3 separate regions of the Hordeum vulgare genome follow, and all the other regions are linked to region 2. The links are chromatin contacts, called in public Hi-C maps. All regions are on one chromosome and are shown on one strand. The core of a region is the stretch at or near the end of the contact, and the rest is flanking DNA. Distances in the headings are between cores, read along the strand shown. Region 1 holds the start of LOC123429696 (SPX domain-containing protein 6-like). Region 2 holds the start of LOC123425321 (protein TIFY 10b-like). Region 3 holds the start of LOC123425320 (oligouridylate-binding protein 1-like).

Evidence for each region. A called contact is a pair of places that touch in the nucleus more often than the background predicts.
Region 1: a contact with region 2 is called in a Hi-C map of leaf, with 4 times the contacts expected there. The contact joins the promoter of LOC123429696 here to the promoter of LOC123425321 in region 2. A contact is called at or near these places in 3 of 6 Hi-C or Micro-C datasets (leaf and seedling) and 1 of 1 datasets of contacts at active chromatin or transcription factors (embryo).
Region 3: a Hi-C map of seedling shows a contact between it and region 2, with 2.8 times the contacts expected there. The contact joins the promoter of LOC123425320 here to the promoter of LOC123425321 in region 2. A contact is called at or near these places in 1 of 6 Hi-C or Micro-C datasets (seedling) and 1 of 1 datasets of contacts at active chromatin or transcription factors (embryo).

Annotation. Positions count from the first base shown.
Region 1 is chr2H:101,173,356-101,176,284 of MorexV3_pseudomolecules_assembly, reverse strand. LOC123429696 (SPX domain-containing protein 6-like) reads right to left here and starts at 1,294. Exons shown (of 2, transcript XM_045113706.1): 1 at 819-1,294; 2 at 1-708. The coding sequence starts at 1,292. The coding sequence ends at 205.
Region 2 is chr2H:100,695,569-100,698,627 of MorexV3_pseudomolecules_assembly, reverse strand. It overlaps LOC123425321 (protein TIFY 10b-like), which reads left to right and starts at 1,801. Exons shown (of 5, transcript XM_045109004.1): 1 at 1,801-2,240; 2 at 2,491-2,635. The coding sequence starts at 2,114.
Region 3 is chr2H:100,294,708-100,297,477 of MorexV3_pseudomolecules_assembly, reverse strand. LOC123425320 (oligouridylate-binding protein 1-like) reads left to right here and starts at 1,468. Exons shown (of 12, transcript XM_045109003.1): 1 at 1,468-1,722. The coding sequence starts at 1,597.

The DNA of each region.
Region 1 (2,929 bases), core at 45-2,544, 480 kb before region 2:
ACATAATGCACAGTAGTATGAATTTGTATGCTCACATCTTGTTACCATCTTACACCAGCGTGGTAAAAAGAAAGGGAAACAAAAAAAGAAGTTAGAAACTACAGATAGCCAATTACATATCTGTGGATGTGGCTGGTGAGGCCACCAAGAAGAGGCCGGCGGGGGTCATTGGACGGGGAATGGAATGGGGGACGACGGCGGCGGCTAGAAGGAGCGGAGCCAGTCCGAGTCCGGCAGGTTGAGCGGCGGCAGCGAGTGGCGGCCGCGCGTGGAGCTGCTGCTGCGCACGTCCTGCATGGCCAGGAGCGCCGACACGGTGTTGCGGAAGATCCTCTGCTCCGCTGCGACCAGGGCCTCGCGGTCCCGCCGCGCCGCCGCCTGCCCCTCGCCGGGCGCCGTGGGGAACACTGCCTCCATCATGGCCTCGCACTCCCTCACCATCAGGGACACCGCCTCCACCGTGAAGAAGGGCTGCACCAGCACCGTCTCGATCACGGCGAGCCGGATCCCTGCGCCCGTGCGCTTGTCGTACTTCTTGAGGATCTTGGCCAGGCCGATGTAGTTGACGCTGCTGTAGTTGAGCAGCAGCACCATCTCGCCGTGGAAGTTGACGATCTCCCTCCGGATCGCCGCGATCTCGGCCTCGTGCGCAGCCGCCGGCACCGCCACCTTCCTCTCCAGCGCGCTCCTGATCGCCCCCTGCAGCTCCTGCTCGCACATACACACACACCACCAAGAACGCACGGACCGTCAGAGAAATTCGCAGGGCAGGCGAAGCCATTGGGACTGGCTGGCTAGCAATCAGCGCGTACACGTACCCTGTGGGTGATGATGAAGAACTCCTCCTGCTCGATGAAGAAGGCGTTGATCTTCTCTATTTGAACGTCGAGGCGGGCGACGAACTCGGCCGGCGAGACGGCGCCGATGACGGGCTTGAGCTCGTTGTAGCTCAGGAACTCGTCCTTCCATGCCGGGAGGCTCTGCTCGATCTGCCGCTTGAGCCACTTACCGAATTTCATGGCGTGCAAATCAATCCAGAGGCCGCCGACTGCCTTCTGCTCAACTAATCCCCAACCGAAATCAACTAATCTCGCCTCCTCGAGGGCAATGCAACGACAATCTGCGATATGAAGGTGAGCAATCGGTGGTGTTGGCGGATTAATGAGGGGTGAAGCGGCGATGAGTGCTGGTAATATAGGCGCGGGCACCGTACGTACGTGGTTAGTGAGGTAAGCGGTTGGAGGAGAGGAAGAGGAAGAAGATGGCGACGTTCTTGGAATATTTACCGGCATATGCTAAGCGTGGCAAGGGGCGTGGGGCGTGGGGCGGTGTGCGTGAGACCGTGGCTATGGGCACCCGGACGACGGGTGTAACGGTTGGTCGCAGGGACCCTCGTTGAGATTTTGAAATCCTTCTCCTCTCTACTACTCTCTCCATCCCAAAATAAGTGATTTAAAAATAACTCGACTTTGCACTAACTTTAATACAAAGTTGAGTCACTTTTGAATCACTTATTTTGAGACGGAGGAAGTACTTAGTACCGACTCTGTACCATGAACTGTTAAAACGTCATATATTATATTGATCCAGAACTCGTGAGCTTATAGAAGTGGTATGGAAGGAGTAGGTTAGAGCAACTCTAGGGGATACGTTAATCCGTTCGCCCCACTAAATAACCGTCAATATATAGAATCTGGATGAAATCAAATTACGATCAGATTCATATATCAACCTGACCCGTAAAAAAAATATGTACTATGACCCGTAACTGCTAAATCTATCGTTTTCCCCTCCTCTTTAAGGTTCCCTCTCTCGAGTGGCGGGAGAAATTTTTTGCTCGCACTCGCCATTCCGCTGCCGCCCCCGTTGTAAACCTTCGATGATATTTGCTTCCCCTGGCCACTATGCGCCATGAAGAGCTTCGGTCGTCCTCGCTCGCATCTTCTTCACCAAGATTGGTGCTTGGGTGGCTAATTTTCCCCGCGAGCGGGCCGCAGCCGACGCCATGGATCCGACCGGTAGCTTCGTGGAGTGGCTCGTTACGGGCGGATCCAACTGCTCCAGCCGTGAGTGAGCTACACAGTCATCCAGGCGTGCCAAAGCCACGGACATGGGGCCAAGGGGAAGTAAGGGGCGGTGGCGAAAGATTTCTATTTGATCGGGGTGCGGAAGTTTGGGGTGACGGATTTGGTTCCGACCAAAGCTAATATATAGGTCTTTCCTCTCGATTTAATTTCCGACCAAGGGGTGATTGTGACAAAGTCCCAGATTTATTTTCATAGATGGATTCCTCGTCGTCGGATTCAGATGATTCCTACATAGAGGAGATGTTTTTTAACGATGATGTCGAGCACCTCCTCTTGTTGCAACTTGCCTAAGAGTTTGAAGTCGACAAGAAGAAAAAGCACCACGGATCGAAGGTTAGCCGTCTTTGCATTCTGGGCAACTGAGCTCTCAGCCACAATATTCTCATGAAAGACTACTTTGTCGAGTTACCAACCTATTCGGCTCACCTCTTCTGTAGGCATTACCGAATGTGTAGATCTCCTTTTGTTCGCATTACTCAAGCTTGTGAGAAAGATTGTTGTTTCTTAACTCGTCGGAGGAATGCCGTCGGGTTGCTTAGATTTAGTACATACCAAAAAATATCGGTGACAATGAGAGCAATAGCATATGGCATTCCAGCTGATTACACCGATAAGTATATTTGCATTGGAGAATATACCACGTTATCGAAAAAAGGCTTCCGTCCTTCTTTATATATAAAGCACCACAGCCAAACTAATACAAGGAGATGAGGATAACCTCTCACAAAGAAGATCGGAGAAAATCAAGAAATACAAGAGAATCCACACCCTACCCCAAAACACCATAGACTACCAACAAGGAAGACGGTCAACCACCAGGGGAAACCACCCGGCCTCGTTCC
Region 2 (3,059 bases), core at 552-3,051:
GTCCACTTCCGGCGTGATTGCCTTGCCGCATTGAAGCACTGAAGCAATGCTTGTCGATTCGAACGGGAAGCACACGTGAACAAGGGAGGGGATTTTCATGGGTCAGGACAGTCAGACGCGGGCTTGGATGCTATTCGGACGCCCGTAAATCCTTCCATGTTTGTCTCCAGTTTGTGGGAGAAAATATGTGTGAAATGTCCTTTAGACCGATACAAGTCCCTGTTGGATGACGTCCACGGTCCAGATGGCGTGGTCCGAACGGATGCGGGTGATTTGTGTGTCGTCGTTGAGATGCCCTTAGTCCGCGCACAAACATGGTTCGACAAGGCATTCACATGTTCAAAACGTTGTGCTCCTCGTTTTAGTTTAAAATTTCAAATTTAAGATAATTTGTACGGCTCGTATTTATAGGATATATAAGTGGTAGTTGTGTTTGTTAGGCGTCTAGTGCAAGCTAGCAGATCATCGGATTCAATATCACATGGTGTGATTTTTTTTCATTTTTAAATTAATTTGTATGTGAATAAATGAAAAGTAAGGGAGTTATCCCTTAAAAAAATACTTCCAGACACTGACAGGTGGGCCTACACCATGCTGGCACACCACACATGCATGCTATATGACCGAATATGGTCGAAAGCATCGAATTTTCATGCTGAAACAACTTAAGTGACTACAATTCTGTATTTTACAAGTTTTAGAATCAAACTCAACACTGAGCGCAAGTTATGTGACTTTCAGTGATATTACCTCAACTCCAGTTGTGTTGAAACTTTGTAGCGCAATCTGGTTTTAAATTTGCATTATGAATCTTAGAGCCTGTTTGGGACTACTCTGCTTCTGAAAATTCAGCTCCGCTTTAAAAAACGTAAGCCAAACGGGGTAACTCCACGATATACCGTTCCGCAAAAAAACTAAAATCTTGGGTCCAACTCTTTGTTTTTTGTGAAGGTCTCTAGAAGGTGCTCATAAAATTATAGAAGTTGGAGTTGAAAGAAAATTACCCATCACTGCCACGAGTAAGTGGATACCTCTTTGTTTCTTACCTCTCATCCAATTAAATAGATCCATTCTATCAAATTTTTTATTCATAAAGCTGGAGCTAAATGAGAGCATACATTTTCTTAAAATGATTGCAACTTCTATATAAAACTACTTTAAAGTGAATTTGATGAAACGAAACTGATTTTAATGAAACAGAGTAATGCTAAACAGGCGTATAAAGGATTCATTATGTCCGGAGTCCGGACCTTGAGTTCCCGCAAAATCGTCCCGCTTCACAGTCAAAATTGTTGGTTTGAACTAACCATGCGTCCCTAATTCTAATCCTCCTAGTTAATCCATGAAAGTCCAATTTCACACGCGCGCGCGCGCACACACACACACACAAAAAGAGAGCAAAGACCGGCAGAAACGTGAGAAGAAGTCACGAGGGAACAGTGAGAGAGCAGTGTGAGGTCAAAACCCGGATCTGAACAAACACCCCCGTAGCCCAGCCTCCCTCCGCTCGCGTTCTACTCCCACAGTACGCCCCACGATCGCAGTCGCACGGTTAACACTCAACAGCACGCGCACATGGGGAAGGCGGCCCCACCCGCGCTTAGAGAAAATATCATCAAAGCAAGCAAGCAAGAAGAGAGAGAGAAAGAGAAAGAAGGAAAGAGAATTTCGAAAGGTGCCGGCCCCGAAAGCCCCCCCACCTCCACACCACACGAACCACGTGCGAAATTTCCAGCAATCATCGCGGTCCCCTCCCCGCTCAATTTTAATATAAACGCACAAAACCAATCCAACCATCGAAATGGCACCCACGCTCCCACTAGATTAATCGGGCTTTTCCACCGCGGGGGGCTGGAATAGATTTCAATTCGCCAAGGCAGAAACCGCGTCCTCCCTTATAAACGCGCAACGCGCACGACGCGTACACACCACCATCCCGCACGCACGCACGACAGGCAGCAGCACGAGGAAGGCAAGCCGAGCCGAGCCAACGACCACCACCGCCGCGAGACTAGCAACCACGAGCGAGCTTCGTCGATTCCGTCTGCGCCCCGCGGCTAGCTTCGGAGGAAGGGGAGGAGGTTCGGAGGTGGAGCCGAGGGAGAGATCGGAGATGGCGGCGGCTTCCGCGAGGCAGGGGGAGAGGGCGACCAGCTTCGCCATGGCCTGCAGCCTGCTCAGCCGCTACGTCCGCCAGAACGGCGCCGCCGCGGCCGAGCTCGGCCTCGGAATCAACAAGGGTGAGCGGGGCTGCTGTTCGCTACTTCATTCATTTATTTACTGGTTGGTTGGGGAGGTTGCGTTCCGATTCGTGGAGAAATGTTTCTGTTCTCTTGTATGGGGATTTCGCGCGAGATCTGGGTTTGTTTTCGGAATTTTCGGGACGAAGGTCCGCCTCGCGTCGATTTGGTCTGGAATTTGGTAGCTGGTGGAGTGAATTGAGAAAGAAATCCAGCTCTCTGATCTGTGGAGGCTTCGATTGGGTTTCAGGTGAGGCCGAGGCTCAGAGGGCGGCGGACACCAAGAGCCCTTTGCCCGGGGCGGAGGGCGAGGAGGCCGGCAGGAAGAAGGAGACCATGGAGCTGTTCCCGCAGAGCGCCGGCCTGCACGACGCCGCCGCCCCCGATGCTACCAGGTATTGGATCATGCCACTTTCCTCTACTCCATTTTTAGCCTTGTGCCTATTAGCGCAAGTCATAATCCATGCACATGAAAGTCAGATGTCGAGTTTATCTGAACGGTACTGGATTCTGCAAGGCCTGAAATCTAGCTGAGAGTGATTGCGATAACCGATTTCTATATTTGCCACCAACTGCTCCCTGGTTGAAATGATTTCTTCTTGGGATGGAGCAATCAAGCATACATCCTCGGAGCTATTAATATTACTAAGTTTGCCCATGCTCGAAAGTGTCACTAATCGACCTTAAACCGTGTACTTGCCGATATAACACGGCTGATCGAGCCCAGTTTGTTTCTAAACGAATCAAAAATATGGTTTCCCAAAGAACGAGGTTAGTCCGCAACTATACTTATTAATTGCTGCGTGCAAATGAATTTCA
Region 3 (2,770 bases), core at 219-2,718, 400 kb after region 2:
TGTAAATGTTTTTGCAACACGGGCTATGTTGCAAATGTTTCCGCAACACGAGCTTTGTTGCAAAGTTCTGCAACACTACCTTTATTGCAATGGTGTGGGCGGGATTGGACCGTAGGATGACGCTGAATGTATACGGAGGCGGCGAAACTTTTAGAAAGATTTGTTGGCCAACGCGGTCCTTTTTTATAAGGGAAAAGTTTACGTTCAGCCGACGGATCGCACGCGAGCGATCCGCCGGCTCCTCTGTACGACGCGTGTTTTTTTCATGTAACTTTACATGTGTCGCAAAATTTTCCTCCGCAACAATACACACGTTGCAAAACAAAAACGAAGAAAACGCCGAAACATGCGCAAAGAAAAAAACTGCAACAAAGCGATTGTTTCAAAAACTCGAGCGTTGTTTCAGGAATTACTGGGTGCCGAGCCGAAGCGCGCGCGAAGAAAAAACTGTAACAAAACGATTATTTCAGAAACTCGAGTGTTGTTTCAGGAATTACCGGGTGCCCAACCGAAGCGCGCGCGAAGAAAAAAAAACTGCAACAAAGCGATTGTTTCAGAAACTCGAGCATTGTTTCAGGAATTACCGGATACCCAGCCGAAGCGCGCGCGAAGAAAAAAAACCTGCAACAAATCGATTATTTCAGAAACTCGAGCATTGTTTCAGGAATTAGGCCAAAGCCCCACGTGTGAATCGGATTGGAAATAATCCGTCGGTGGACGCGTAGCGTTGCCCAAGGGCAACGCTACGCGTCCACCGACGGATTATTTCCAATGATCCGTCACCTTTACAGCCGTTTGATTATCTCCATCCAGCCGATCTGCACGCGGGGCTTCATCCGAGCATCCAGTAATTCCTGAAACGACGCTCGAGTTTCTGAAACAATCGCTTTGTTGCAGGTTGTTTTTCTTCGCGCGCGCTTCGGCTGATCACCCGTAATTTCTGAGACAACGCTCGAGTTTCTGAAACAATCACTTTGTTGCAGTTTTTTTTCTATGCACGAATTTCGACTGGGCACTTAGTAATTTCTGAAACAACGCTTGAGTTTCTGAAACAATCGCTTCGTTGCAAAAAATAATTCCTTTCTCTTTCTGCAACAGTGGCCGTGTTGCAGAAACAACAAGAGAAATAACAAACTATGCAAAAGAACGTGCCTGATCAAGCATGGATCAAGCGATTCAACGGCTGTGTGGGTGGCGGAGCTCTCCGCGCGATCAGCCGGTAGAGCGTTAGCTTTTTCCTTTTTATAAAGCCACGTCTATCATAGTGTAAAAAAGTCTTACATTTTAGGACCGACGGGTATATAAAAGGACCGCGTTGTTAACACTGTTTTTTTTAGGCAGGATTAACACTGGATAATACAGGGGTCGCCGGTGGGTCGCCGGGAGGAGACCCAAAACCGAAAACTAGCGAGCGAGATTCCAGGCCCACGTATTCAGGGACAGACCCGACCCAAGACACGAGGCAAAACAAACAGGCTCTACCCTTTCCCTTCATTCATCCCTCTTTCTCTTTCTCTTCCACCCCGACCTTCTCGACCCTTCCATCCCCTCCCCCACCCCACCAATCTACCGTCGACTGGGCAGCGGGGCCGCGCGATGCTGCCGCAGCAGAACCAGGCCCAGGCGGCGGCGATGATGCAGCAGGCGGCGGCGCTGCAGTCCATGTACGCGATGCCGCCGCCGCCCCACCACCACCTCCTCGGCGCCGCGCCGCCGCAACAGGTCCGTACGTTACCGCTCACCTACCCACCCGCTCCCCCACCGCGCCCGCCCGCACGGCGGCGTCCCGCGGAAGTTTGGTCCGCCGGAGGGCTGATTTTGGATGAGCCTAGTGTTCGAACATCGGGGACGGCTGTAGCCTGCGGGCGTTTGGGTTTGTCCCCTGTTACCCGCTTTGTCTTGGTGGTTTGGGAGGTGCTTCTAGTCTGAAGCAGTTTTTGGTAAATGGAGCGATTGTTTATTGAGCCAGGGGATTCGTGGAATTCCGCTGTTCAGCGTGTCTCCAGTGTCAGAGTGGACTGGATTCTGTCGGCGCTGCCTAAGTAGAAACCTAGGACAGTAGTGTTCTAACTGGCCGCGAATGATCAAGTTCACTCTGTTCGTTTCGGGTATAAGGAGCATAGCGAGTGATCTTAAGGTGCTTAGCGTTTGATTTCGATGTCCAGTTAAGCGAGGGAACAGTCTCCAGGTTATATGGACGTTTTTATATATTATTATGTTGGAGTGAATGAGTAGCGAGTAATTGGTAAGAGTCCGGTTCTAGGATTTCTCATTTGTTTCACTTTGCAAAACCAATAGGATGATTTCAGCCTGTTTGGTTAAGTTTCTTAACGGGATTGAGGACTTATTGGTCTGGAGTGATAGTACTAGGACTTTGATTTTTAGTTAGTGGTTTGCTTGTGATGCTGATTAGGTGGAAGACTGCTAATGTTTCAAATTATGGTATTCTGGACCTTTTGGTTGATTGATTAAATTTTACTCATCCAATTCTAGCTGGGAGCTGCATTAACCTTGCCGCTCTGTTGTATCATTTTTTACCCAAATGATTTGACATTGTGGGTTATTTTTTAAGTATCTTTCACCCAAATAATGAGTTTTGTGCTTGCCTTGTCATGCACCTGATGTAAAATGCTTACATTGTTATTACATGACATTTTCCAGTATTTTGCATTTACGCATACCTTTTTTCCTGACCGATTAGGTTTTCATCGCAAACTCAAAGCATGTAGATTCTTTTATTCTTGATGTTACACTTAACATATTGGAACTT